Regions from separate parts of the Sus scrofa genome. Here region 2 is linked to region 1. Evidence: chromatin contacts called from public HiChIP or PLAC-seq data. All regions are on one chromosome and are shown on one strand. Each heading gives the region's core, a stretch centred on a gene start, on an enhancer-like site or on the middle of the called end of the contact. The rest is flanking DNA. Distances are from core to core; before and after follow the strand shown. Region 1 overlaps RGL1 (ral guanine nucleotide dissociation stimulator-like 1). Region 2 overlaps RGL1 (ral guanine nucleotide dissociation stimulator-like 1).

Region 1 (5,141 bases), core at 1,229-3,728:
CTCCCTCACCGAGCACTGGGGCTCTCATCAGGACCCCACTGTCTGTTCCTCTTCTTCTTCTTCTTCTTTTTTTTTTTAAATTTGTATAATGATTTTTATTTTTTTCCATTATAGCTGGTTTACAGGGCCGTTCCCTTTCTGAACCTTGCCATGGCAACTCGCAGAGGCGCGTGGGTCCCCCTTGAAGCAGGCCGTTGTGTGTGAGCCAGATCACCTGATGAGGTGCGGTCTCAGCACGTCTTTAAGTCCTGTTCCTGACATCCCTCTCTCGCTGTGCACATCTAGGAGGCAGGGCCATGGCAGGGTTTGGTGATAAGGATTTATTAGGAGTAGTATCTACTTTCGTGTCTGTAGTACTATCTATTTCTCTGTCTGGCTGCCTTTCCAGTGAGACCGTTATTGCTGGGATGCTAATATTGAACTTTTCAAATTCCCTGCGTTGGTAAGTTGTTGGTGTTCTGATTTTGTATGCTTTAAAAATACTACTTAGGAGTTCCTGTTATGGCTCAGTGGTTAATGAACCTGACTAGTCTCCACGAGGACACAGGTTCGATCCCTGGCCTTGCTCGGTGGGTTAAGGATCCAGCATTGCCGTGAGCTGCAGGGTAGGTCAAAGACTCGGATCAGATCCCGTGTTCTATGGCTGTGGTGTAGGCCAGCAGCTACACCTCTGATCCAGCCCCTAGTCTGGGAACCTCCATATGCTGTGGGTGTGGCCCTAAAAAGACAGGAAAAAAAAAAAAAAAAAGTCTGGTGAAATCTACAGGGGTCCAATGATACTGAGAAATAGATTAAAAAAAATGCTACTGAACAGTGAGTAGTATTCTGTCTTCTGTATTTTCTATTTCTGCCTGAAAAATGGGAAGGTAGGAAAGAATTTTTCTAAAAATTGCTTGGTAAGCTTTGTGCTAATCGCCCTTTGTTGGATACCATTTAGGATGGTAGTGTATTGTGCTTGCATAAGTTAAAAAAGGGTAAAATTTCTCCTCAGGCCACATATTGAGGAGCTCATGCTACACTTGAGTCCCACCTAGGAATGAGCTGAATTGGTCCTGAGGTTGTGACTCTGAGATGTCACATGGTTTTTTAAATCTTTGTTTTCCTCATCTGTGAAATGGAGATAACCCCTGTTTTTCTTTCTGCCTGTGCGTTTTGTAAGGATCTTATGAGTTTATGTAAAAGTACATTTTGATACAGAAACTGTCATACAAGTACAAGGATATCGTTACTGTTTTTTAATCCTAAGGCTTTTTCTTTCTTTCTCTCTTCACCCCCAAAGTGCTTGATTGTCACAGGGTCTATTCATTAGTCCTGCCTTTCTTCCTTTTCCCCAGAAGAAATCTTTTCTTTCTTTTTTTCCTCCCCCATTTGCTTATTAGCTAATGATACCTTCATTTTCAGCAAGAAGTAGTATTTCCTCTGCCACGACCGTGGTCTTTACTGGTATTCTAGGTGCTTTGAAAATGCAGACAAGGCTTCTTGCTATGGACTAGATGTGGGAACAGATACCCCACGCTCAGGATTCTAAAGGCAAATGCTGAAAGTATCTTGCATATGAAAAGTTGGTACTTTATCATTCTCTCTCCAGTGTGATTTTGTCTGGTTTTGCGATAAGGACTGTTAATTCTCTTTGATTCTTCCTTTCTTACACATGATCTTAGCCAAAAGGCCGAGAAGCGATGAGACTCCCTTTCTTTAGGGGACTTTTCATTTGTTGCAGAGAAGGATAGTGAAGTTAACGTGCCAGGGAGTGGAAAGTGCTTCCAGCCTTTCAGAACTGCTGGAAAATCAACACTTGGTTTGAGGCCAAATCCTGATACAGGACTTGAACTCATGACCTAATGCCAGAGGCAAAACATTGCCAGCCGACCCACACTGACCCTCATACGATGTAGGCATTTAAAATACTTCCTTTGAGTAGTCCTCTTGTTTCTGTCTGGGTGCTTTTTCTCGTCTTCAGCCTTTTCTTCCAGCATTCCTGACTTTTCTGTTAGAAGTACAATTTTCGTTTTCAGATCTATTTTACTCACTGTGTTTCCATTTGCTTGTTACAGTTGCTTCCTTCTTGCTTTCCATTTCTCCTGTGTAAGTTCCTTGTTTTGTTCCTGTTCCTTCCTGTCCTTCTTCTGGATTAAAAATAGTCTTCAGGGTCTCTGGCTTTTTGCCCACGAACTTATCCTTCCTTCTATTTATACAGCAACCTCCCCCCCCCCTCGCCGCTCCCACCACCAAAACATCTTCAGATCCTTTCCTGTGCTCTCAAGGTACTTAGACGCCTGAGTCCATCCTCTGTTATTTACCCCTGTTCTCAGCTGACTTATGAGGCTAACTGACCCTTGTACTCAGAGCTGTAATTGAAAATTTAATCTCTTGTACATAGATGCTGAGTACGGGATTTGCTCACATGACATGTTACTGACAGACCCTGAATTCTGTCTGCATGTGCTGACTCTGTGTGTGGTACAGAAGGAGAAGGGATGGTGACACACTGGCTCGAGGTGCAAGTGTAGCATTTTTCTATGTGCAGCTGAGCCCCAGGGACTGGCTTTCCTCATCCTGCTGCTGTGGGTACCCTGAGGGACCTGCTGCTGTTTGACTTCCACCAAAGTCTTTCTCAAGGAGCTAAAGTTGGTTAAAGTGTTTCTTCATGAGCATTCTTTGGTTAGAGTTGAAGGATTAGGATATTCTTTCCAAAAATGACTTTCTATCCAATGTTTGACCTACACAATCCACAAACAAGTGTCTGCCTGAGGAATAAAGGCTGGTAAGAACTGAAATGAGTGGACTGAAAAGTGCTGATGGCAGCATCTCTGATTTCAGCCCCCAGCCCTAACCTCGGCTCCCTATTTTGCTAAGGGTTATGGCAGCAGGGGTGACGATACTCTTACATGGTGGCAGGTGAAGTTTTAAAAGTTTTCCTCCCATCTGTCTGTCCGTGCAGCTCCCTATGTGGTTATGTCTCCTTGAAAAGAACTAGTCCTGGTCTTAGTTGAGAACACAGGTTGTGGATTTCATCATCCATAGTGAAGTTCACGTTTATATGCAGCCCAGTCTTCCTCCTGTCACTGCTTATGCTATTGTATTAGCCTACAGTGCTTTTCTGTTCATTGATTGACTGAAAAACTACCTACCTTTCAAGTCCCAGCTCAGATGTCATCTGCACTCTTCTGCTTTTCCTGATTCCCACTTCTGGGATAATTATCCTTTTATCTGGATCTTCTTAGCACTTTACCAAAAGCTCTATTAACAGCACTTAGCACATTGTATCCTTTTTTTTTTTTTTTTTTTAATGTTTCTCTTTGCCCTGTTCCTTTGAAAGCCTCAAGGGCAGGGGACAGGGACCATATTTATTTAATCAGTATTCATATTCCCATTACCATGAACCATGTCCAAACCATAATCAGTAGTCAGTAAATATCATATAAGTTCTTTGACCTAATCTCTGTTCTAAAACATGTCTTCATGACTTTTTTTTTTCCATTTGGTAATATTGTAAATCTCATTTTTAAAAATGAAAATATCGATCTAATTTATCTTTTATGTTTCAACTTGGGAAACAAGAGAAAAAATAAACATGCTGCTTTTGCTTCATTTTTGTCATCATTACTTTTTCTACACATTTCATGATCTTAGGAAAATTGTTTCAACTGTTATGGTGACCTCTGTAGGTAGAATGACATGGTATTTAAAGTTAATCCATAAGCTTTGTGATGCTTTGAGTCATGAGTGAAGGATAGACGTCTGGGAACCTGATTTCTGCCTTGGATTCCAAAGTTATTTTGCTTAGGATTTTCACGTATTTTATTTTATCTCATATCTGAGGGCTCCAATTTACCTCAAGCTTGTATTAACCCGATATGAAACCACTTTGGCTTTGTTCCGTGTGACACGTTTTTGTAAAGGGATCTGACGCCCTCCACGCACATAACCACTAGGGTTATGCATATAGTGATGGCGCTTTTCTTAGATTTTGGGGGCAGGCTTGTTGCGTAGGGCACTTTCTGAGGTGTGCTCCTCTCACCAGAATTTATTGGCAAAAAGGGACTTAAAAAAATAAGTGACAATTTCAGGCCCCATTCATCTCACTATTACTACCTAAACCCATCCCTGTGTCAGAGCAGGTGTTGAATGAATTAGTGGGAGTGAATAACCACCCTTAGTAGGAAACACGGTAGATGGGAAGTTGCGGTGGCCTTCGTTCCAGTCTCAACTGCATCACTAATCACTTTGCTGCCTTGTGGAAATTACTCTCCTTCCAACTCTGAGACTCTATTTGCCATCTGCACCAATGAAAGTGACAAAAAGTGCCAAAAAAAAAAAAAGTATGTAGAGAAAATGAGAAATGTTCTTGTCACCCTCAAATTAATAAAGACCTGTTTTAATCACAGGAAAAAAATAAGTGACAAATTATACTTTATTATATAACATGGTAATATCTGTAGAATATTCGGTTTTTATTAATAAAACTCAGCTCCCTTTGCTCTTTTACCCTTCCTTGAAGTTTCCTCTGTCCTGTGGTCTTACATTTTTTTTTTTTTTTTTTTGCTTTTTAGGGCCACACCCGTGGCATGTGGAGGTTCCCAGGCTAGGGGTTGAATCGGAGCTGCAGACACTGGCCTACACCACAGCCACAGCAAAACGAGATCCAAGCCGTGTCTGCAACCTACACCACAGTTTATGGCAACGGTGGGTCCTTAACCCGCTGGGCAAGGCCAGGGATCGAACCCACAACCTCATGGTTTCTCTTTAGATTTGTTTCTGTTGAGCCACGAAGGGAATTCCCTGTGGTCTTTCATTCTTAACCCTTAAATTTCTACTTGAGGCAAAATGGAGAGCCTGTGCTGGGTGTTTTGGGAAGTCCAGCTGTTGTTTGGTGTTTCCACTCAGACCATCCCAGCATAACTGGCCCTGTCAAGGTCAAGTTTTCTGACTGCTTGTGGTCCTTCTTGCCTTTTGTCCGAGCATGTTATCTTTACTTTCTCTTTGTATAGGGATGCAGTATATTTGCTTTGGAAGTGAAGGAAGAACCTTCTAAAGCAATGCTGTTCTCAAGAGAGCAATGCCACACCATTATCCATATTATTTTCATGAGAAGTGAAAAAACAAAATCACACTTCAACTTTTGCTTTTTATCTTCCAAT
Region 2 (5,141 bases), core at 891-3,390, 100 kb after region 1:
TGGCAGGGCCTTACAAAGGAGCGGGTTTGAGCGGGGCCGTGATTTTGGGTGGGACTTTGGCAGGTGGAGCTGAGGGAAAGATAAGCCGTAACAGTCTACCTGCCGGGGGAGGGGGTCAGTCAGATCCATAGGGTCTAAATATCCCTTTTTTGTTTCATATCCCCCCACCCCCCACCGGCCTGCCTCTTCCCCATCCCTCTCCCTCTCTCTCCTTCTGAGAATTGGAAAAGGAGTAAAACCTAATAAAATAAACTGCTTGTCAGTGACAATCGAATATTATTACATGGAGAAAGGATTTGGTATTTGCGATGCAGTGTGAGGATTTTTTTTGTATGTTTAAATTTATCTCACCTTCCTGGTTATCACACGATCACATGCAGTCCACCCGCTTTTTACTGTATCAGGATTAGAAGGAGTAGCAGTTATTTTGCATGGACCCACCTCCACGGTCGTCCTCAGGGCTGTGGACCTGCTCGCTCTTGGAGAGAGGCTCTCTGCCTCTTCACATCCTCTGTCCCAGCTTATCTCAGGAAACACTCCTAAGTGTTGGGGAATTTGTGGGGCGTGACCACTGATGGAGAAGTTAAATTCAGCCTACCAAGAATAGGAGCTGGCAGGTGGAGAATTGAAACTTAACTCTTGTGATGATGTTATTAGAAACGACTTCCCTTTTGATAAACCATTGACAATTTGGTTTCTAGTAATGAGTCAATGGCCATTTGTTTTGTTGCTTTTGGTCAAGAAAAAAAAAAAAGTGTAACAGAACATTTACTCAAGTTTTTGCCTTGACTAGCTCTGCAAATGTGTTTGGATTCTGTGTTAGAAATCCTTCATCATTATTTACTATTTTAGTTGGTTTCAGACGTTCTAAGAGAAGCCTGTCTGCCTATCCTGTGCTATTATCATTAAAAGACTATTTTTCTTAAGCAAATGATGCATCTCTTCCTCCACAGTAGCATAATTATGGTGTCGCTAATAATTGTGACTTTAGGAGTTCCCGTCGTGGCTCAGTGGTTAACGAATCCGACTAGGAACCATGAGGTTGTGGGTTCTGATCCCTGGCCTTGCTCAGTGGGTTAAGGATCCGGCGTTGTTGTGAGCTGTGGTGCAGGTTGCAGACGCGGCTCGGATCTCGAGTTGCTGTGGCTCTGGTGTAGGCCGGCAGAAAAAAAAGGCAAAAGAAAAGGCAGAAAGACCAAAATAATAATAATAATTGTGACTTTATTATCCCTTTGAGCTATTTTAATAAGACCTAGCACAAATAGGCCTGTGTTTCAAAGTAGCATGGTTTGTCACTCTTTTTAATTTTTTTTTTTTTTCAGGGTGGACTGATAAACTTTGAGAAGAGGAGAAGGGTGAGTAGGGGTCTCGCCTGCGGTTTTCCATTTTACTTTATTTGGGGATGAAAGAAATTAAAAGAAATGGAGACTTCAGTTTTTAATAGAGGCAAAAAAAAAAAAAAAAAGGGAATTAGCATTTACTGAACTAAAATTTATCTTATATTGTCCTGCGTGGCATCGTCCCATGTGTTACTGCCCGAGAGCCCTGTGAGGTAGGTTTTATCATCCTCAATTCAAAGATGAAGGAGCCAGGATTCAGAGAGAGGAAGTAACTTGCCCAGCGTCACCTGCCAGCACAGCCGGGGTTCAGATCGGTCCTGCCCCCGTGTCATGTGGTAGTTCCTGGGCCAGGGATGGAGGCCAGGCTGCAGCAGTGACAACGCCAGGTCCTTAACCTGTGGCTCCACAAGAGAACTCCCACGTGTCTGTCTTGACCCCCTCACCATCTCTTTCTTTGCAATCCGCTTCCGCAGTAACGGGTTCATTCTGTGGAGGAGAAAGGGTTTTGGAAGCGTTTCTGAGCTAGAAGCATTGGTGAAGGTGGCCTGGTGGAGAGAGGACAGGAAACGGTCTGCATTGTTACATGCGGCTAATGATTCTCGGCCTCTCCTGTGGAGCATTCAGCATGAATTCGCATTTTTCTGTGGAGAGTAAAGCATTTCTGCACCGCCCTAAATAAAACAGAGCTTTGAAAATTCACTGTGGTTTTAGTGTCGAAATGGTGGATTTAAATAATTCAGAGGAAACGGAGTGAGCAAAATAATAACGTCACTCCAGAGCATTGTCCTTGTTCTTTAGTTACTCATTCATTCTTTGAGCGCACGAATGCTGACTGCAGACCTGACATGGGTCAGGCATTGTGATACGTTTGGGCGTTGCAGCAGAAAAAAATCCAGAGCTCCCTGCCCTCACCAAGTTCATAATCAAGGAAGAAGGTAGACACACAGGCAGTTATAATATAGCCCTGATAAGGGCTCATGAGTGGAAACAGTGGATATTATGGGAGCACATGTGTGGGGCATTTATCCCCAACTCGTGGGGTCAGAGCAGCTTCCAGGAGGAAATGACATTGCAGTTAGAACCAAAGTTTCAGGAACTAACCAGGCTGAACTCCTAAGTAACAAGATATGCTACCCTGGACGATTGTAAGTCCTCTGTCCCTGGCAGCGTAGGATGGCACGCGTTCCTGGGGGATACTGAGGCCAAGGGTTGAGGTCACTGGATGGGAAGTTGACACCTATGGAGTCTGCCAGTCGTTGGGCTCCTTCGGTCGTGGAATCATAAATTCCGCTGTTGCCTCCACGGTACCCGTCTCTGTCCTTTAACTAGAGAATGGCCCCTCGGGGTAATCTTTTTCCTTTGAAGACCAGCATGTTAGACTTTGGGAAAGGTTTTTTTTTTTTTTTTTTTTTTTTTTTGTCTTTTGTCTTTTTTGTTGTTGTTGTTGTTGTTGCTATTTCTTGGGCCGCTCCCGCGGCATATGGAGGTTCCCAGGCTAGGGGTTGAATCGGAGCTGTAGCCACCGGCCTACGCCAGAGCCACAGCAACGCGGGATCCGAGCCGCGTCTGCAACCTACACCACAGCTCACGGCAACGCCGGATCGTTAACCCACTGAGCAAGGGCAGGGACCGAACCCGCAACCTCATGGTTCCTAGTCGGATTCGTTAACCACTGCGCCACGACGGGAACTCCAGACTTTGGGAAAGTTTAAGTGTAAAATCTAAAGCTCAAGCTTACAGTCATTGCTGCCTTACAGAAATCTTTTTTGAAACATCTAAAGAAGTATAAATAATTTTGGACATAATTATACACTTGCTTCTCTTGTGAGCTTAAAAGATGGAGTGAAATGATTTACTGGAGCAGTAAAAACCCAAGGATTCAGGAAATCTAAACATTCGAGTTTACGAGGCCCTGGGCTGTTTAGATATTCAACCCTCTAGCAAAACGGATTTATTGAGGGGTATGGGTTGAAGAAGATGGGGGGTGGGGAAGCCGGGCGCTTCCTGACTTAATTTCTCCCTTTAGCTTTTAGGAAATAGAATTTTTCAGTACATGTTAGAAGGACTCAGCCTTAAACAACAACAACAAAAAACCAAAAAAACCCCAAAAAACCCACATAACTTTTCTGTCCCAAGAGTGAAAATGGAAAAGAGAAATAAAGAAGCCACTCTGACCTAAGGTAGTACCTATTTTGAGCTGCTTTGGTTGCTTGTTTTATTCATGTAAATTGCTTTTTCAAGGAGAAAGCAGGCTAGGCCACAAAAGCATACAAAGACCTCAGTGAAGCAGAGTTGGACCGCGTGAGTTGTTCAGCTGCTTTATTTCTAAGGGAGCCTGTGCTTTAGGGCTCTCCTAAGTGGTTTTCTCCATCGTCGGTCCTAAAGTGGTGTGTTTTCATGTTGAAAAGATGTCCATTTGCTTGGCTTTTTTATTCATGCTTCCTTTTCGGTGTTCTGTCTGCCTTAGGAATTTGAAGTCATTGCCCAAATCAAGCTCTTACAGTCTGCCTGCAACAGCTATTGCATGACCCCAGACCAAAGGTTCATCCAGTGGTTCCAGGGGCAGCAGCTCCTGACAGAGGAGGAGAGGTAGGCGGGCACATTGACCCTCACGGGGGCGCTGCAGGGCTGGCGAGAGGCATACTGCTCCCACTTCCTGGTGGGCCATTTATTCGACCACCGTGTAGCAGGCCGCTCCTGTGCTCCAGATCCTCAGTGTTCAGAGGGTCGTGGCACCGCAGGGAGAATCGGATTGAGGGCCTCAGAATTCGCTGGCATTTATTTATCTTTGTACCTCACACAGTCACTTCTTCTGCCTGGTGTTCAAGATCCTCCTCTATAAAATGCTTGTGAGGATTAAATGCAGTCCTATTTGGGGCAGCCTCGTTCAGTGTCTCTCATCTTTCCTACCATGGCCACCGTCACGGCCACGTGTGTCACTATTGTTAACTGGTTCGAGGGAACTTTCTAGTGGGGAGAAGGCACAAACTCACGAAGAATTGAAATCCAGTGGGTCACAAGTACTACAGGACCCACCGGCAGGAAAAATCCATGGAACCAAGGATGGGAGGAGATGGGGAATTCATCATGAAAGCATTAACATTTGGGCTGGGCTTTGAGGAAAAGATTTCTCCAGGAGAGCTGGAAAAGAACATTCCAGACAGAGAGAGGAACGTGAGCAGAGGGCTGGTGGCCTGACAGGCTTGGCATTTGGAAGGACAGTGAGAACTCTGTACTGTGGCAGTTTTCAAAATAAAGACTAACGAGCAGGGACAGGTACACGAACTCCGGGGCCTTGAATATGGGCTCAGCAAGGGCACGTGGTCTTGCCCCCGCAGCTCAGAGGACTAGGGTTCACAGGCCATATCCAGCCTCCTGCCTGTTTTCACATGTTTAAATGGCTGAAAAAAAAAAAAAATACAAAAGAAGTGAATTGTGACATGGCAGAGTTACTCAAAATTAACATTTTAGTAGCGTTGCATAAAGTATTGGAACACAGCTCATTCTTCTACGTCTTAACTTATGGTTGCTTTCTTGCTTTAAAACCAGAGTTGTTGCCACAGTGACCACATAGCCTGCAAAGCCTAAAATGCTTATTTTCTCGTCCTTTGCAGAAAATAGTTGCTGACCCCTGCTGTAGACCAGGGGAGTTCCTTGAAAGTTTTTCATCAGGGAGGGTGAAATTGGCCGCAGAATAGGTATTTTGCCAATGAGGTGACTGAGGTTTAGAGAAGTGTTGTAACTAGCCAGTGGTAGAGTCTGGATTCAGACTCAGGTCTGCCTGACTCGATAAGCTAAGCT

Evidence for each region. HiChIP or PLAC-seq counts read pairs in DNA pulled down with a chosen protein or histone mark.
Region 2: a contact with region 1 is called in an H3K27ac HiChIP or PLAC-seq map of alveolar macrophages. The contact joins two enhancer-like sites. A contact is called at or near these places in 2 of 47 Hi-C or Micro-C datasets (liver and retroperitoneal adipose tissue) and 2 of 2 datasets of contacts at active chromatin or transcription factors (alveolar macrophages and skeletal muscle).

The regions. Positions count from the first base shown.
Region 1 is chr9:125,017,428-125,022,568 of Sscrofa11.1, forward strand. All of the region lies in intron 3 of RGL1 (ral guanine nucleotide dissociation stimulator-like 1), which reads left to right. Among named protein-coding and RNA genes, the nearest start is that of APOBEC4, 160 kb to the left of the region's middle. Within about 2 kb of position 2,479, at least 24 of the 83 cell types and tissues checked have an H3K27ac peak or open chromatin away from gene starts, as enhancers often do. A contact at or near this core is called in alveolar macrophages and retroperitoneal adipose tissue, where this site is marked.
Region 2 is chr9:125,118,956-125,124,096 of Sscrofa11.1, forward strand. It overlaps RGL1 (ral guanine nucleotide dissociation stimulator-like 1), which reads left to right. Exons shown (of 19, transcript XM_003357576.5): 13 at 1,323-1,355; 14 at 3,808-3,929. Among named protein-coding and RNA genes, the nearest start is that of COLGALT2, 170 kb to the right of the region's middle. Within about 2 kb of position 2,141, at least 5 of the 83 cell types and tissues checked have an H3K27ac peak or open chromatin away from gene starts, as enhancers often do. A contact at or near this core is called in alveolar macrophages and retroperitoneal adipose tissue, where this site is marked.